Regions from separate parts of the Mus musculus genome. Here region 2 is linked to region 1. The links are chromatin contacts, called in public Hi-C maps. All regions are on one chromosome and are shown on one strand. The core of a region is the stretch at or near the end of the contact, and the rest is flanking DNA. Distances in the headings are between cores, read along the strand shown. Region 1 has its middle 51 kb from the start of Gm16294. Region 2 overlaps Zfpm2 (zinc finger protein, multitype 2).

The links. Hi-C and Micro-C count contacts between places; a contact is called where the count stands out from the background.
Region 2: a contact with region 1 is called in a Hi-C map of cerebellum, with 2.5 times the contacts expected there. The contact joins two enhancer-like sites. A contact is called at or near these places in 2 of 15 datasets of contacts at CTCF or cohesin (the NIH/3T3 cell line and pro-B cells) and 4 of 484 Hi-C or Micro-C datasets (cerebellar granule neurons, cerebellum and embryonic fibroblasts).

The regions. Positions count from the first base shown.
Region 1 is chr15:40,474,357-40,478,639 of GRCm38.p6, forward strand. No RefSeq gene overlaps it. Among named protein-coding and RNA genes, the nearest start is that of Gm16294, 51 kb to the right of the region's middle. Within about 2 kb of position 1,710, at least 7 of the 459 cell types and tissues checked have an H3K27ac peak or open chromatin away from gene starts, as enhancers often do. A contact at or near this core is called in cerebellar granule neurons and cerebellum, where this site is marked.
Region 2 is chr15:41,080,793-41,085,075 of GRCm38.p6, forward strand. The region is part of intron 5 of Zfpm2 (zinc finger protein, multitype 2); the gene reads left to right. Among named protein-coding and RNA genes, the nearest start is that of Gm46502, 91 kb to the right of the region's middle. Within about 2 kb of position 1,874, at least 7 of the 459 cell types and tissues checked have an H3K27ac peak or open chromatin away from gene starts, as enhancers often do. A contact at or near this core is called in cerebellar granule neurons and cerebellum, where this site is marked.

The sequences.
Region 1 (4,283 bases), core at 460-2,959:
AAATCAAATGCATTTTCCAACAGATCACGTTAATCTGAAATCATATAATGTGTCTTTTTTTTTTAAGAGGAAAAATAGTGGTACACTAAGAATTAAAATGAGAATTTTGTAGATGGTGGCATATGGCTACAAAGACGATTGAAGCACCCGCACCTCCTGCATACAGTCTTGTTTTTAATGATGAATAATTACCTAGCTTTGCTGGCCCCTCTTTATTGAAGGTTTCGTGGCTCATATTAAAGAATTCTTCATGTAAGATGCACTGACTTTTCAGTTCAGAGCATTCCCTCGCTAGAAGTAAAAACTGCTTTCTAATAACTCAGGGACAGTAACTATTTGAGCAGGCATGAATAGTAATCATTAGATCATTTATGTCTCCTATAACTAAATTTAATCCAAAAATCTCTACAATTCTGTCTTCCTAGTAATTAATCTATAAAACCATGCAACTGTGAGTGCTTAGAATCTCTAAGAATGTGTGTGTGTGTGTGTGTGTGTGTGTTTTGTATTAGTGGTAGCAAGATTGTTTTAGTACAAATGAACTCCAGTTGCAGTTTGTCTAATATCCAGAAATTGTGGAATTCTAAATAGCATCCCTGCATGTCTCAGGAATCTCTCTTGGCTATGAAGTGTCTGAAGGCTTTGAAGACTGATTTTCATTACAAGATGGGAAACACCTTTATAAATATATTTAAGAACTGTTACAACCTTCAATTTGAAATGGATCCTCATGAGGCAAAGCCTAGGGAGCCAGAGAATGCCTCCTTTTGACATGGATAGCCTGCCTGTCTGTGGCAAGGTATGGTGTTTGTGGTTTTTCAAAATCAAACCGATTCACATTCTTCCTGAGAAAAGGGTAAGAACCCATAGGGCACAGCCCTCAGGCCCAAAGGGCTTTTAAAACTACAAATGAAGACATAGATATCACCTTATTCTATGGATGTTCAAATGGTTCAAAACAAGATAGCAGCTCTGGTTGTGTGCATGCCAGGGAATGTATCAAAACTGAGATTAGTTAATTCTAATGGAAACTAAAGGAACCTGGGTAAAGGCAACTGGGTACTTTCCTTAACTGAAAATCAATCCTTTGTACAATTCAATTAAAATCATCAATAAAAAAAATCTTATTTCAAAAGTCCTAAGCAGCAAGCCTTCCCACAGAGCCCATCCCACAGACAGGAGCCTGCTCACCGACCTCTGAGCCACTTGCTGCCTGTTTTAATAAGTATTCAGAAATTATACTCAGACTTCAAAAGCAATTGTGAGGAATTGTTAGCAGGTTTATTAATGTTTTATGTTTTATTAAAAGTTTGGGTGTACATTTCACAATGAGCAACATCAAAAATCAGACTTTCTGCCTGTAATTTTGCTTCCTCCTGTCTTTCTGCCTTTGGGATTCTCTCTTCTCCTTTCATCAGCTGCCATTTTCAGCAGCATGCAGTAATTTCATGGCTCATTGCAAGCGCTGAAAACCTTTGAAACCACAAATGCTAACCTACCTGGCCTGCAGCCATTTAGGAAGAGATTAATTTAGCAAACAGAAGCAAAACACTTTCTACTTCTAGCCTGCGCATAATTTCACTTCTATCTATATTTATTTTACAGTGAGCAGCGTAATGACAATTTCAGTAATTGCAACTCTATAAAAATTTGCCTACCTAGCTTATCTCACTATCACAAGACTGTGAGTCAGTCAAGATTAGAGAGAGAGCAGCATGTGAAATAGCGCGGGCTGCATTCCAAAAATACGGACCTGCTGGAGAAGCTCAAGTGATGCTGTGCACTTGTTTATGTCCTTATCTATTGGGCAACCACTTCTTCCTGATGTTTGGATTGGGACGGGTGTGTACCTCTTTAATTCATGGTGATTTATGGGGGCCACTCTTCTTACAAACAGACCAATGTATTTGGAAGAGTAGGAGCACCAGCCCACTTCTGCAGACTTTGTTACAAATGGCTGTTCTGTTGCTGTCCAGCAATTTGAACAGAAGAGAAATTCCATCTGGGGCAAATTTAAACTATCATACTTGGAAGGAAATCAAGGACTAAATTAGCTCACAAACTGTTAGCTAAAAATAAAAGTTTTATTGTTTCTTCTCCAACTTAAAAATCCCACCATTGAAATTAACACTAATTATATCTACTGTATATTGTATGCATACTTTCTTTGAAGAGATCATTCACTGCTTCTCTTTATTCATGCTCATAGTTGTTACACAGGCACACATGTGCACATCATACCCACATATGCACATATGCACTTGCACACACACAATGAATCCAGACAGAAGTAATGCCTCAAACAAAATAATATTTAAGAAGCAAGAAAAAAAAACCACAATGAAAGTTAAAGTCAACCAATATATCAGAAAACATTTTATGGTTAATCCAACGGGGAGTAAATGCAAGGTGAATGTTGGCTAGAAGAGACTTCAGTGTGAGCCCGGAGACCCGAAGTGCTGTAGATTGACGCACAGTGGATGCAAAGCCTAGGACAGGAATGTTACATTGCTACCTGATACATACGTCAGAGTAGGAGGCTCTCTTGGTAGCTGATTATAGTGTTTGCTGTACAAAAAAAAAAAATAATAATTCAGAGGTGAGTATCCAGAGTTGACGAGTGAACCCTTCTGGCTTGGTTTCCTCCAAAGAGTTAGGAATTGAGTGGTCACTGAACGGCCTTCAGATACTGGATGGTTTCTCCAGTACTGCAGAATATCTGTGTTCTCCATTCTAGTTTGCAGAGATACTACCACTGGTAAAACTATGCACAAAAAAAAAAAAAAAAAAAACGGTGAAAAGGGGAGCAGCTAAGCACCATGTGCTCAGGGCTTTTCTACTCGATACTGTGCTCTATCCCAAGTTACAGCACTTGGACATGACTCTCTACTTCTTCACTTAGATATGAATATTCTGTGTGCTATAAAGGAAATTCCATGACACTAAACTTGTTTATGCTGTTTTTATATTAGCTAATTCATTTAACCATACAGATACACAGACGGCAGAAGGATGACTGGCCAACCCCCACAGATGTACACCTCCAATCTGGCATCACACAGCATTCATAAAACAAATCAACACAGCCTGGAACTTTTCCATGGTTTGTATTATACGATTGGTGTTCACAGAATCCTGGCAAAAATATTTCATATTAAAGTTGGTGGTAGTAAAAGAGTAAACTATTTCTTTCTGTTTTTTGAGGGCACTTGCTAAAGTGCTTGATCAATATCCTAGCCGTATAATAAAAACTGAAATCAACACAAATTGAACAAGAAAAGCACATTCATGTGCCTGCATATCATATAATAAATAGCATTTCATTGCTTTGAACAATTGGTAGTAATTATGCTATTTTAATGATCGTTTTGAAAACATGTCACATCTTAGCAGTAATGCTCAAAGAATCATAATACCACATGACACAATCAAAGGAGTGGCAGAAATATATTCATAGCCACCGTTGGTTATTCTGTAGGAATGCGTTTCCTAACCAAATCATTACTTCAGGTGGAAGGTGTTTACTAGTATCTTGCTATTAGTGAGCCTAAAAACACGTCCCAGCTGCAAAGTCAGGAATAACCACTTATTTTGGGAGATAGATTAGTGAGGTTTTGTTTTCTTTTTGTTCTCTAATGGGTAGTTTTTGCCTCCTTTTTTGCTAGAGATGGCAGTCTACTGAGCACTGACCTAAGAGTCCCACTCGCCTGACCTTCAGAATGACCTTGAGAAAGAACCCTGTTTGATCCTCTGGGACCTTCAGGTCCTAGGGTGTCCCACCTTATAGCATTTTTCTCTTTTTATCCCCAGCCTTAGAAACAATGAAGTCCAAGGATCTATTCTGTTTATCCTGGGTTTTATGACAGAAAAAAAAGAATGTTAAAGGCAGTGTGCTGGAGCAGGAAGATTTTACTCTTTGGATTCTGATGAAGGCTGCAACCTTAATGCCGGCTCTGCTCTTTCGTTTGTACAATTTTAAGCGAATACCTTTCTTTCCTTCAAGGGTCTGAATATTTATTTGCCATTAAAATTTGTATGCTGAAATTCTAACCTTCAACCTTAAGCAGCAGGGCTTTGGGAAAGTGAGTCCTGTGAGCAGAGCCCTCATGGGTGAAATTAGTACCTTCACCAAAGAAGAACAAGAGGCTCTGTGGAGCTTCCCACATGAGAGGTCACAGCAAACAAAGGCTGTCTGTGGAGAAGCAGGGTCTCAGAAGTCTCACGGTCACCTGCACCTTGATCTTGAATCTTCTAGACTGCAGAAGAAGTGAGAAACAATTTCT
Region 2 (4,283 bases), core at 624-3,123, 610 kb after region 1:
TTATGTATTAGATTATATAATCTTAAATAACATATAATTACTAAAACTATACTAGTTATGAGCTTCCTTAAACATAATAAAAGACACACTAAGTCACAGCGCACCGAAGCACAACCACGACCCACAGCTGCTACTCATCTTTTAAAAAAAAATTTTAAAGCTCCACAATTTAAAGAATTTTCAATTCTGGAAAAGTGGATAAAAAGAAAAGATGTTTTGGTAGAAATTGTACATCGCACTATTAGCATCATGGATGATTTTTGTGTTACTTGAAATTGATAACAAGGCTTTGTTCAAATATTTCATGTTTCCAATGCTAAAGCAACAGAATCTCACGCAGTTCTGCCTACACTTCCGGTCCTCCCCAGCCCGGGAAGAAAGTTAGAATCCCTGTTTCCCATTAACTTTGTTTGCCAAACCAGATAGAGTAAAAAACAGGTGCATGCACGCCATTGTCATTTTTCCACAGCGGGAAATTATTAGTTCCGTTATATTTAACAGTTGATTGTAAAGAAAAATAATTACTCAAAGGAAAGCTCATATAAAGTGAAATAAAAGCATAAACATTAATTTAAAATTATATGTTGCAATAAGAAAACCCAACACACATTGTCATCTTTAGAACTTGAACCCTAATTACAAATGATAGCCATTGTTTACTGTAGGACACATTCGACCCATGATCTCCTTCAGAATTACTGAGCTTTTATGGACAGATAAAATGCTCCCTGAGAAGAGAGAAACACTGAAACAGGAAACATGCTCTGGGCAACAAAAGAGCATGAAAATAATGCATAGTACTTATAATTTTTAATTTTCCAAGCATCACAGATTGCTTAATACTGTATGGTTGTTGGGATTTTTTTTTTTTTGATAAGTATCATGTTTTGTTAGGAGAACATTTGGGTAAATATATTTAAAAGCTAATAAACTTTACCAAGGTATGGAATATGTTGACTAAAGATGGCTTGCAGAAAGATGCAATCCCCTCTCCTGGCTGCTTTTGCCCACAGATCTCTTAAGATCATCACTTAGGGGAGTTCTGAGTGCTTCATGTGGCTGATGCTGAAGCCCATCTCTCAGAGGTGACGTGTACAGGACATCTCCTAGCACACAGGACACAGGACACAACGAGAGCTGTAACTGGGCAGTATCTCTGAGTGATTGCAAATCAAGGCTGAAAACTCAGGTTCCTGCCAAATGCTGGCATTTCTGTTCCAGGGATCTGACCAGTTGCTGCAGGGGATGCCAGTCTTTCACCTCATCCACTGGTGTCACACTTTTGATCTAGCTCCCTAGAGAAAAATCGATTACTTTCTGGGAATTAAAAAAATAAATAAATAGAAAGGCAAAACAAAGAAGTCTAATAGAAATGGACAAGTTGACAGAGGCACTGAGAGGCTCATTTCTAGCCTGGTGCTTAAGGGAGCTTCATTGTGATCCTGCAATGCATATTACACAGAGAAATGGAAAGAGGGAAAAAGAAATTAAAAACAGCCTCCTATGATGAACTTGTATAATTTATGCCTCTGCAGAGCAGCAGGCACAGTGTGTCAGTTCCCCCTCCCCTCCTCTTTTCCCCTCCACCTGATTTCTGAGCCTCCCAGGCTGGGCAAGAATTTAAATTAAGAACACCCAACACACAAGTCAGAAATGAAAGTGCAGAATGCACTCCGATTATTCATAAGCTTGCAAGTTGTGTATTTTGGTGGAGATTTCCTCCCTTCTGCTCCTGATTGCTGATGAAGAATGGTATTTTAATAGGCAGATGGTAAAGACAATTACAGTTAGGGGCTCAGCTGGGAGTTGCATGAGTTTATTGCAAATTATTAGTTGATAAATGCTTTTGTTTACAAGCAGAGTCTTAAGCAGCTCTATAATCAGTTTATCAGCAGCGGGTAAAATTCTTGACAGCTTGCTCTTTCAGTGCAATGTCACCCCTTGACTGGTCCTTTGAAATCTGGATGGCCAGGACTATTTAGTCTGATGGCTGACATCATGTGCTGGTGTAAGTTGCTGCAGAGTCCAACCATAGCAGACCTTAGGAAACACAGTCCACACCCCAGGAATGCTAAAGACTATAAGAATCCTTTTGCTCCGCCTTTGGGCCCCCTTACCCTAGCTAGGCTGCCTTGACTGGCCTCGATGGGAGTGAGTGCATTTAGTCCTGGTGCAACATGATGTGCCAGGACAGGTTAGTACTCACGGTGGACTTCTCCTTCTCTGAGGAGAAGGGGAGGGGGTAATGAAGGGATGGGTTTGTGAGGGTGGGACTGATGGGGGACTGCAATCTGGATGTAAAGTGAATAAATAAATTAATAATAAATAAATGAAAAAAATTCATACAAATGTCTTTGCTTCATTGCTGAGTCTTATATCTTCTAAACCCTTAGTTCACAATGTTTTCAGAAAATTCTGAATCCATTTTTGTTTACAGGGCAAAACTTTCTGCCCGTACACTTCAACAGGAATCAGAATCTGAGCTTAATTACTCAGTTCAATTTTCTGAAAGGGGCTCTACATACTTCCTAGAAGAAGAAAAAGGAAATCTCCATAAGAAACACTTTCTTAAAGGAAAGAATAGATAGATAGAGAGGGAGGGAGAGAGGGAGAGAGGGGAGAGGGGAGAGGAGAGAGAGAGAGGGAGAGGGAGAGAGAGAGAGAGAGAGAGAGAGAGAGAGAGAGAGAGAGAGAGAGAGAGAGAGAAGAGCGAGCAAACAAGTAGAGTGAATTCCATTCCAGAGTGAAAAGATCTAGTGAGAATCCTTTACAAGAGGAAGCCAAGGAAAGCCTTCGGGGAGAACACGAGTTAGCAAGCACGGAGCGGAGCGTTACGTAGCCTCCTGTCACAGAAACTACCTAAGGCGGCAGTGCTTCTGATTTCTTACAGCTAATTCCTTTGAAATAAGAAAAATGACCACATTTCTTTGTTTCTGAACTCCATTCGGACCAGTATTTCCTGATGAGTTTATGCTAAGTGATAAAAACCTCTGATATTTAGAATGACAAGTCCTGTGATCTGAGAAGTTGGTTTACTGTGCAAAAAAAAAAAAAAAAAGTGTTTCTTGAAGATGCTACAGTTTAGCGTGCTTATGAAAGAGTCTCACTAGCATTTTACAAGGGGTCTGTGTGGTGCATATGGCCATAGTAATTTGTAACCTCAAGTGTTCAGACTATTCGTCGAAGAACATTCATGTGATGTCTGAGAAGCCAACTGACAGCTCATCTCTATTTAGTTTTGCTTTGCAGCTTAACGAAGTGAGTTTTGTGGGTCCTGTCGAAACAAAAATATTCCCATAAACAACTGCATGAAATAATTTCTTAAATGATCATTCCTATGTATATTTACTGTTTGTATGTGTTATCCCCTGGTATTTGAGGAAAACTTAACTAAGTTAATAGAGAGGCAGAGACTGGTCATGAGCCAGGTTTCATAGCCAAAGATAATGCTCCAAATCCTCTAAATACTGACATAGTACAAAAAGCCCTATATAAACAGGGCCTCAATTGGTGTATAGCTTATTTATAGCATGTGTGAAAGACCACAATCTTCTTAGTGTCAGTACATTTGAATGTCCTGCTGTATGTATCTCTGGGTTTCCTGGTCTACTTCTTTCTTTTCCTTTCCAGTTAAGATCCTAAAAATCACCAGAACTGTGTTAGATATATTAAGCTGGCTGCTTTGGTTAGTAGTTTGTTATTTTAAAAATTGGATTTGTCTCTAAGTTTACTTAGAAAAAATTATGAGAAAAGCAGAAAATAGGTTTTCCCTGACTTTTAACAATTTAACGCTCAGTCTCTAGTTACCAGTTTCCCAGTTCTTAAGCAATTAAATGTATCATTAACTGCAGGGAAAGGCTACCTACAGAAGAGCTGAAAAATGAAAGCCTTCCTATAATACATTAGAAACCATTTTAATATAAATAGCATAAAAAGTGTGTTTTCCTCTGTAAAGTGGATAAAGGATAAACATTGAACTTGGCATGCAGCTCAGCCGTTTGTCCATCTCCCTTGATCATGAAAAAAAGTAATTTAATAAATCTATTGCATCCATTGGCTCAAACAGTAAAGACACATCCAGATCAAGTCTGATTCCCCCCTCCCCCAAAACCCTCCTAGGAATTGTTGGGTATCCTATAAAACAATTTCCAGTGTGCCAGCCCAGGGAACTTGGATGCCCTCAAATGCCCCACATTACCAATAACAAATGAAAAGTGTTAAAGATTAGTTTAAAACAGGAAAGACCTTTTGCAAAATGCATTTTGATTTATTGCTGTGTGTTG